Regions from separate parts of the Sus scrofa genome. Here region 1 is linked to region 2. The links are chromatin contacts, called in public Hi-C maps. All regions are on one chromosome and are shown on one strand. The core of a region is the stretch at or near the end of the contact, and the rest is flanking DNA. Distances in the headings are between cores, read along the strand shown. Region 1 holds the start of FGL1 (fibrinogen-like protein 1). Region 2 overlaps FGL1 (fibrinogen-like protein 1).

Region 1 (4,504 bases), core at 1,652-4,151, 51 kb before region 2:
AGAAAAGTTGTAGAGGATGACTTAAGATTAAATGACTCTGGAACAAGAAGCTATCCAAATAGTTGTTATAGGACACAGTTAAATTCAATGGGCTGAAGAAATTCTGTGAAGACAAAGACATTTTGAATGGTACTGCATAAACTATTCTAGTATTTAATAATTAGGAATAATATGGCTTTTTTCTAACAAAAGTAGGAAAGCATACCAAATTGGCAGGCTTTTTAAAAAGCAGGAGAAACAGGGCAGCAAACCTGGACTGTTTACTACATAGAGAGAGCCCTCAACCATGCACTGGTATTTTGATAGCAGCCTCCATCATAAAGTCCTCTACTATAATAGGAAGACCAACAACATATATAATGATGTCAAATTACCTGTTTAGAAACTAGTTTTTGCTTTCCTACTTCAGGCTGCAAAGCTGCTGTCGGCTTATGATTTAAAAAAACAAACACTTCAGTAAATTCTATACTTACACTATGAAGCACAGAATAACAAACACTATATTTATAGCCTAAAGTATGTCTAGAAAATCGACAGGAAAGGAAAAATTTATTAATATTTTAAACTCAACTTACTTTAATCCTTTAGGAATACAATGTGGTATACATAAATGTTTAAATCCTCCAAACGTGTAAGATTCTACCAAATAACAATGTGATATCTTAATATCTACTAATGCAATTATCATGTAAAGATCCATGCCAAAGCTTTATTCTTCGGATTGATCAAGTCATTAACTCCCTGTCACTCAAAACTACTGCAGAACTTTGCATACTCGTTATTGAAAAAATTTTATTTTTTTCATAAAGCTAGCTAGCTACTTTATTAAAACAAAACAAAAACAAAACCCTCGACGCTACATAAACACAAGGTTTACTTTTCAAGGTTTACTTTCTTAGTTTCAAAAACTAAGAATTACAATGGTTTCCAGTGGCCCTCACTGGGAAGGTGAAAGGGAAAGAGAGGAGCAGGTGCACCCGAAGCTTTACAACACCCACTCCAGTAACCAGAGAATACCAGAAGGCGGAGTCTGGAAGGTAGTTATGGGGCGGGGGTGGAAGGGGCACTCAGAAAGCCCGCTTCTTCTGACGCCAAAACACGATCCGTCACCCACAGAACCCAAGACACAGACAGACCTCGAATCGGTCCAAAAAAAAAAAAAAAAAAATCCAGACATGGCGATCGTGACGAAATTGAGGCGCGGGCGGCGGGATTAAAAATTCGGCCGGTCCACCTCCCAAGCAGGACTTTCCACCTAATTCCCAAACGTCAGTTTCTGCAAAGCTAGCAACGTTCCCCAAATCCCACTTGGCATTTAGTTTTCCCCTCTCTGGGCCGATCCGAACTGACCTGCAGTCAGGGATGGCGGGGGGAGGGAAGAGCTAGGAAATTTAACATTCCCGTCGCCAGCATAAAACCCCTCTTGGCCAAACTCAGGAACGCCTCCCCCGGCCCTTCCGCTCCAAGAACACCCGAGACAGCAAAAACGCCGCTGCTCACAGCCCAACCCCCAAATCGCGTCGCTCCTCATCCGCCCTTCGCCACCCCAAATTCTGGACATCCAGAGCCCCACAGAATGGAATCTAGGGGGAAGAGGGGAGAGCAGAAGCGCAGTGATGAAGGCCCCTGGCTATGAAAAACTAGACTCCCCGCCCCTGGCAATCAAACCGCAGCCCCCTACTCCGTTTCCTCCCCTCGCAACGGACATTCCTGGAACTCCCGAGGCGCAGGGCGGCCTCCTCCGCGGGCAAGAAAGAGAGAGGGGCGGGGAGGCTAGAAGGGAGTTCCGAAAACGCCACTGCGTCTCCAGAAGCGTACCCCGAGATTGCGTCGGTCCGTCCGGAGTAGGGGCGGGCTGCCTGCCCAGCAGACTGGAAGCAAGAGGACCCAGGAGCCCAGACCCAGGCCCTCCAGGGTCAAGCGTGTCAGGGCCGTCGCTCTCCCGCCCAGAGCCGCGCTACCCTCGGTTGCCAAGGGCTGAGGACGCGCAGGCATTACCTGTAAACGAAGCACAAGCTCCTGCCAAGAGCGGAGGAGCGGTCGCTCCCACGCCCCGCCACCGGCAGCGGTCTTCCCTTCGAGTCCGAGCCAGGGAGAGTCCCCAAGTTCCCTGGCTGCTCAGGGCCCAATGGCCGCCTCTTCTACTTCAGCTACTCGGCGCCAACCGCCGCAGCCACCGCCATCTTAGGATCTCATTGTGGTGGGAGAAGAGGGGCGGGGGGACTGCAGAGGGGCAACGGGAGGGGAGACATGCGCCGTCTCCGCGGCAACGGCCGCGCGGGGGCGAAACTCGCCCGGGCGGGAGCTACAGTGTGATCCACGCTCTAGACTGGAGTCATGTGATCCGCTGGAGTCTATGGTGTCACCTCTGGCAGCGGTGCCTATTGCACAAACGAGCCACTGGAGACTACATATCCCAGAATGCCAGGTCAACCTGAGGTTATACGCGCCCGCTCAGCCGCCCGAAAGAAATGACTACAAGTCCCAACATGCTGTGCGCTTCGGGCGCCGATCGCCCTGCCAGGGGCTGGAGGCCCTGACGGAAGTGGGTTGACTTCCGCCTCAGGCAGCTGGGAAATGCGCGGAGGCGCGTAGTGGTTTCCGTGGGGCTTCCAGCTCCGGGTTGTGCTTGCTGGAAAGGAAAGACTAAAGACTAAAGCTGGGCATCGCTCTCCTGTTCCCTGTCCACCAAGAGCTTCCTCACAGGAAGGTTGAAAACAAAAGCGCCCGTGCAATCTGGTCCTAAGTTTACACGTGAGGAAAATCCCATGAGTTAATTGGAGGAACATCATACAGCTGGTCAAGGATAGAGTCACACATGTTAATAATTAACACCGCCTTGGATTAATGCCCTACTTTTTCCTTTGAAGAACCAGCTGACCTTCATCAAAATTTAGTATCCAGAAGTTTTCTCTAAGACTATGGTCTTTGAATTCTTTTTTTATTCTTCTCTCAGCAGCGACACTTTTAAGGTTAGTTTATTTACACATTCTCCCTTAAAATGCTAGGGAATGCAAATTTGTTCGCGGGAAGCATAGTGAAGTCAAACAGAGAAATCATTTTGGAGCAGAGAAAAGTTAATTTTAGGGCCATGCAAAGAGAAGGGTGGCTCGTGCTGCTAAAACATGGAACTCTGTAAAGAGTTTTGGCAAAGCATTTTTAAAAGCCAGGTAAGGGAAGGGAGTTGCAGGGTGTGTGTTCAGCTCCTGCACAGCTCTCTGGTTGAAGGTGAAGTAACAGCGTGGTGTCTTCCGGGTTGACATCAATCCTTAGGCTCCAGGAGGCTAGAGGGCCATGGGCTCATTGTCATCAAGTAGTTAACATCGTGCGTTTTGTGGGAGGTTTTCACATCTGTAAAACAACTCTGAAAATGTGCATCAGATACTGTTATCTAGGTACTTCAGAGAGGAGCTAAAGCAGAGGATATGGGGGGAAAGACGTGCCCCCAAGGCCCCACAGGGTCCTACTTCATTACAAACCCCAAAAATATGGTCAAGTGACAACGCCTGTGTGGCTATCTGAAAATTTTGAAATGCTAGTCAATTTTTCTTGCATGCAAGGACATTGTTTTTTTAAGACCGTTTGTAATTGTGGGATAATTTTGTTTTACGCAAAATAAGAATAGGAAGAATGAAGAATGGCATCTGGGTTCCAACAGCAAATTGTTCTGTTACCAATAGAAATTTTTTCACAAAAGCAGTTAATAGAACTGCATCTCAGTACATAATTCAGATAAAACCCTTCCTGCTGCTGTAATTTGCAGCTGAATCCAGGTTCCATTCCAGTACAGTGATCTTTGACACTGTTTATTTGTCATACTTTTTTTTGGCCAGAGTGTGTAGTGGCTTGACATGGGATCTCAGTTCCCAGACCAAGGACTGAATCCATGCCATAGTGGTGAAAGCACTAAGTCCTAACCACTAGACTACTAGGGAACTCCCTGAGGTACATTTTAAAATACTTTCTGTATGTCTAATAGTGCTAATTACTTAGGTAACAAAAGCATAGTCCATGCCCTTTAAAAGCAAATATTTTAGTGAATGATGAAGAAATAGGATATGATATAAATCAATTCTGTTTTGTAAGAAAACTCAGAGCACAGAGCAGCTAATGGATTGTATTTACTGTAGTCCACCGTGCCTTAGGCCTCATTGTAATTCCACCGTGCTCTAAGATCTTGGATAAGTTACTTAACCTTTCTGAGCTTCAATTTGCCTCATCTATGAAATGAGGAGAAACTAATAATATTCTTACCTTGGAAGGATTTTTTTAAAAATAGTGTTTATTTTGTACTAAGCATTTCATCTATTGTGATTTTCTTTTTATTTTTTTTTAATGGTTTACTTTTGCCCTTAATTTTTTATTTATTTATTTTTTTGTCTTTTTGCCATTTCTTGGGCCTCTCCCTCGGCATATGGAGGTTCCTAGGCTAGGGGCCAGTCTACGCCAGAGCCACAGCAACGCGGGATCCGAGCCGCGTCTGCGACCTACACCACAGCTCACG
Region 2 (4,285 bases), core at 840-3,339:
CTAACTGGTTACATAAATATGTTAAGGTTAGTTGCACTTTCTCCTCTAAAGAGTGTTTCCCAAAGCAGTGCTTCTCAAATGTCAATGTCATACAAATCACCTGGGCATCTTGTTACAATGATTCTGGAGTGGGGCCTCAGGTCCTAGTTGTTTAACAAGTTTCCAGGTGATGGAGATGTTACTGCTCTAGGGATCACGCTTTGAAAAATGAGGATGTAGGGAACGGCATTTCCGTGAGATAGTAAGAGTTAATACAGGAAGAGAAGGGCTCCTTGAACAAACGAGCTTAGTGGATGATAAAGTAAACAAAATGCAACAGATTTCTTCTCTTGAGTATGTCTTGGGTCCCTGAATATTCTGATGTGTTTTGAGTTCCAAGAACATCCTATAAGTAGTGCCCCCCATCTGTGTTTTCCTTTCTGAGGTTTCAGTTACCCATGGTTTGGAATTTTTAAACAGAAAATTCCATAAATAAACAATTTATAGAAGTTGCCAAAGTGGCTTAGTGGAAACAAATCTGATTAGCATCTACGAGGGCACAGGCTTGATCCCTGGCTTTGCTCAGTGGGTTAAGGATCCCACTGAGCATTGCTGCGAGCTGTAGTATAGGTTGCAGAGGCAGCTCGGATCCTATGTTGCTGCGGCTGTGGCATAGACCAGCGGCTATAGTTCTAATACGACCCCTAGCCTGGGAATCTCCATATGCCATGAGTACAGCCCTAAAAAGACAAAAAAAAAAAAAAAAAAAAAAAAAAGAAAAGAAAGAAAGAAAGAAAGAAACTGTCAAAAGTCATACAAAATCAATCCTGTATCTCTGCACATTCTCACTTCCTTCCTTCTTGATGCTAAAGAATGTTCCTTTCTTCTCAAGCCAACTGCTCTATAAATAAATGTGAATTAATGAACAAGTGAAATAAATGGGAGATGAAACTGTATAAAGGCATATATGTATTCAAATATGAGGGATGGAGTTCCCATCGGGGTCTAGCGGAAACGAATCCACTAGGAATCATGAGATTGCGGGTTCAATCACTGGCCTCGTTCAGTGAGTTAAGGATCAAGCATTGCCAAGAGCTGTGGTGTAGGTTGCAGGTGTGGCTCAGATCCCAAGTTACTGTGGCTATGGTGTAGGCCAGCAGCTGTAGCTCCCATTGTACCCCTAGCCTGGGAAACTCCACATGCCACAAGTGCAGCCCTAAAAAAAAAAAAAAAAAATTGTAAGTTTTCAATTAGCAACTTCTGAGTGGCAGGATAAAATCTCGAGAACATTCTCCCAGTCCCACCCAGGCGGTGAAACTTCCCAGCATATCCCACCTGTTAGTCACTTAGTAGTCAACCACATTATCAGATCAGCTGTTGTGTATTGCAGGGAACTCTTATTTTACTTAATAATGGCCCAAAAGTGCAAGAGTTATGATGCTGGCAATTCAGAGATACCTGAGAGGAGCCATAAAGTGCTTCATTTAAGTGAAAAGGTGAAGCTCTCAAAGTGATAAGGAATGCAGAAAAATCCTATGCTGAAGTTGTCAACATCTATGGTAAGAATGAATCATTCCCCCCCCCATGAAAATGTAAAGGAGGAAAAAAGAAATTTATGCTAGTTTTGCTATTTCACCTCACACTACAAAAGTTACCATCATGGTGCATTGTGAGTGCTCAGTTAAGATGGGAAAGGCACTGGATTTGTAGAATAAAATATTCTAAGAGGGAGAGAGAGAAAGAGACCACATTCCATAATGTGTATTTATTATTTATTACAGTGTATTTTTTTATTATTAGTTATTGTAATCTCCTATTGTTCCTGATTTATAAATTAAACATTATCATAGGTATGTATGTACAGGAAAAAACACAGTTTATATAGGGTTTGATACTGACCACGGTTTTCAGCAACTACTGAAGGTCTTTGAATGTATTCCCCACAGATGAGGGGGAACCGCTGTTGCATTTTATGTCTGATTAGGAGTGGTTCAGCTGCAAAATATAAATCACCTGATTTGGAGGTCCAGACAAACAGGGATTTGTTCATCTTATGTAACAAGAACTCAGGAGGTAGGAGGTTGCTGGCCTCGGTTCTGGGCTCTGCAACATGGAAGCTGATACCCCTGCAGCTCACATTGCCCTTTCTTCAAGATCATAAGCCATTGCTGCAGTTCTTGCTCCGAGGCCATGCTGAAAGCAGAAAGAAGCGTGTAGGGTCAACGGGCTTCAGCTTAGGCCTTAATGGCCAGAATTGTGTTGTGCAGTTATTCTCTCTGAAAGTAAAATAATGAAGGAGAATATTTAATTTTATAATCGCTAAAATGTATGGGCAAAAGAAGTGCCATGGCTCCTGATTTTTTTTTTTAATATAGTCTTGTGGGAATGGTGTTCCATAGATCTTGGGGAGGAATAAATAATGGAGCACCAGAGGCAATTTTAGATATGGGTATTATTTTGCTCAAGCAGTAGCATGAAGACCTCATGTAATTAGGAGATCAAAAGAAGAAAAGCTTTTAAAGGAGAAAAAAATGATTTTACAGAGAAGTAGGAGGGGAGCTAAGTAAGTATAGTGTTACATAAATCTCAGTATAATAGTTTTCAATGCAGAAGGAATGAAAAAGAATGTTAATGCCTTAAAAAGACAGAAGAGTCTATTTCAATAGACTAGTGGGTAGAATAGGCATAGGGCAGGAAATAATAGCAGTTAGAGAGGATAGGTCATTTGAGAAGTTTAAATGTGGGAGAAGGAAATTGGACTGGTTTACCTGAAGTCAAAACATCAGGAAGACCCCAGTATAAAAAAAATCTCTCTGAAAATTTACCATTAGAGAATTATTTATTAAACTTTACCACTTTCTGAAACATAAATATACTTTTATTTATATCAGGTAATTATATACTGTGGCCAAGAAAGCAAAGTATAATGTAAAGCAATAATGCTAAATGCCAGACATCGTACAAAAAAAAAAGTTTCCACCAAGAAATATACAGTATCTTTAAGATAAGGTAGAAGAGAAATTCCCATTGTGGCACAGCAGAAACGAATCTGACTAGTATCCATGAGGATGCAAGTTCAATCCCTGGCCTTGCTCAGTGGGTTAAGGATCTGGCGTTGCTGTGAGTGGTGGTGTAGGTTGTAAATGCAGCTCAGATCTCGAGTTGCTGTGACTGTGGCGTAGGCCAGCAACTGCAGCTCTGATTTGACCCCTAGCCTGGAACCTCCATATGTCGTGAATGTGGCCCTAAAAAGAAAAAAAGAGAAAAGGTAGAAGAGGGGTTGTTCTTGAAAGTACCAGCTTCACCAATTTGCCCAAGATGTATAGTTTCAGAAAGACTGCAAACCATAAAATCAAGATCCATCTGTATAGTACATAATCTATTGTTTTACCAGCACAAAATTATTTGGGGAAAATGACAACTCAACAGATAGGACATTACTCCAAGCAATAAAGAAGATGGTTTAATGTTTAGCTATGAAAGCTTCCCTTTTTCTTTTTTTCATCTGACACAGCTGTTTTTATCTATTTTATGTATTTGGGTTCCACATAACACTTGGCTATATGCTACAGGGTTTGTTTTTTTGGGGAAAAGGAAAGCTCTAAAAGAAGCTTTAGACCTCTTCCTTGTTTTTTTTTTTGTTGTTGTTGTTTGTTTGTTTTGTTTTGTTCTTTAGGGCTGCTCCCACAGCATATGGAAGTTCCAAGGCCAGGGGTCGAATCGGAGCTACAGCTGCCAGCCTGTGCCACAGCCACAGCAAACCAGATCTGAGCCTCGTCTGTGACCTACACCACAAACTCATGGCAATGCCAGATCCTTTAAGATCCTTGCCAGATCTTGAGCAAGGCCAGGGATCAAACCCAAATCCTCATGGATACTACTATTCAGTTTCGTTACCATTGAGCCACAAAAGAAACTCCCTTCGTTTTTTAGGTGAAATTTTCTGCATTTTTCAGATGACAGGTATTTCTGGGGAAGGACTTTTTTATACTCTCGACTCAAATGAATTAACAAGCATGTAATCCTGAGACTGTGTTTTAATGAATGTCAGCACTTTATTTATAACACAGCCTTCAAAAGCTTACACCCAGTAAAAACTACACTCTCTGGTGGGCATGTTCACGACAAGCTGCAACCTTTGCCAGAGGATGAAAGAGGGACCTAGGCATTCAGTCATAACAAGCCGCTTGTCTCAGGCAGAAAATGACACAGGGTATTGTCTCCTTCACTTAACTCCTGGGGTGTTGGCACCATTTGCAGTTTCTAGGCCTTTCTAATTATAGATGGGCTGTCACATTGCCTCCAC

The links. A called contact is a pair of places that touch in the nucleus more often than the background predicts.
Region 1: a contact with region 2 is called in a Hi-C map of skeletal muscle, with 4 times the contacts expected there. The contact joins the promoter of FGL1 here to the enhancer-like site in region 2. A contact is called at or near these places in 10 of 47 Hi-C or Micro-C datasets (embryonic fibroblasts, epiblast stem cells, fetal heart ventricle and 4 more) and 1 of 2 datasets of contacts at active chromatin or transcription factors (skeletal muscle).

Annotation. Positions count from the first base shown.
Region 1 is chr17:5,594,831-5,599,334 of Sscrofa11.1, reverse strand. FGL1 (fibrinogen-like protein 1) reads left to right here and starts at 2,901. Exons shown (of 8, transcript XM_021077952.1): 1 at 2,901-2,972. PCM1 (pericentriolar material 1 protein) reads right to left here and starts at 2,336. Exons shown (of 41, transcript XM_021077917.1): 1 at 1,999-2,336.
Region 2 is chr17:5,543,560-5,547,844 of Sscrofa11.1, reverse strand. It overlaps FGL1 (fibrinogen-like protein 1), which reads left to right. Exons shown (of 8, transcript XM_021077952.1): 8 at 1-914. Among named protein-coding and RNA genes, the nearest start is that of MTUS1, 38 kb to the right of the region's middle. Within about 2 kb of position 2,089, at least 1 of the 83 cell types and tissues checked has an H3K27ac peak or open chromatin away from gene starts, as enhancers often do. A contact at or near this core is called in skeletal muscle, where this site is marked.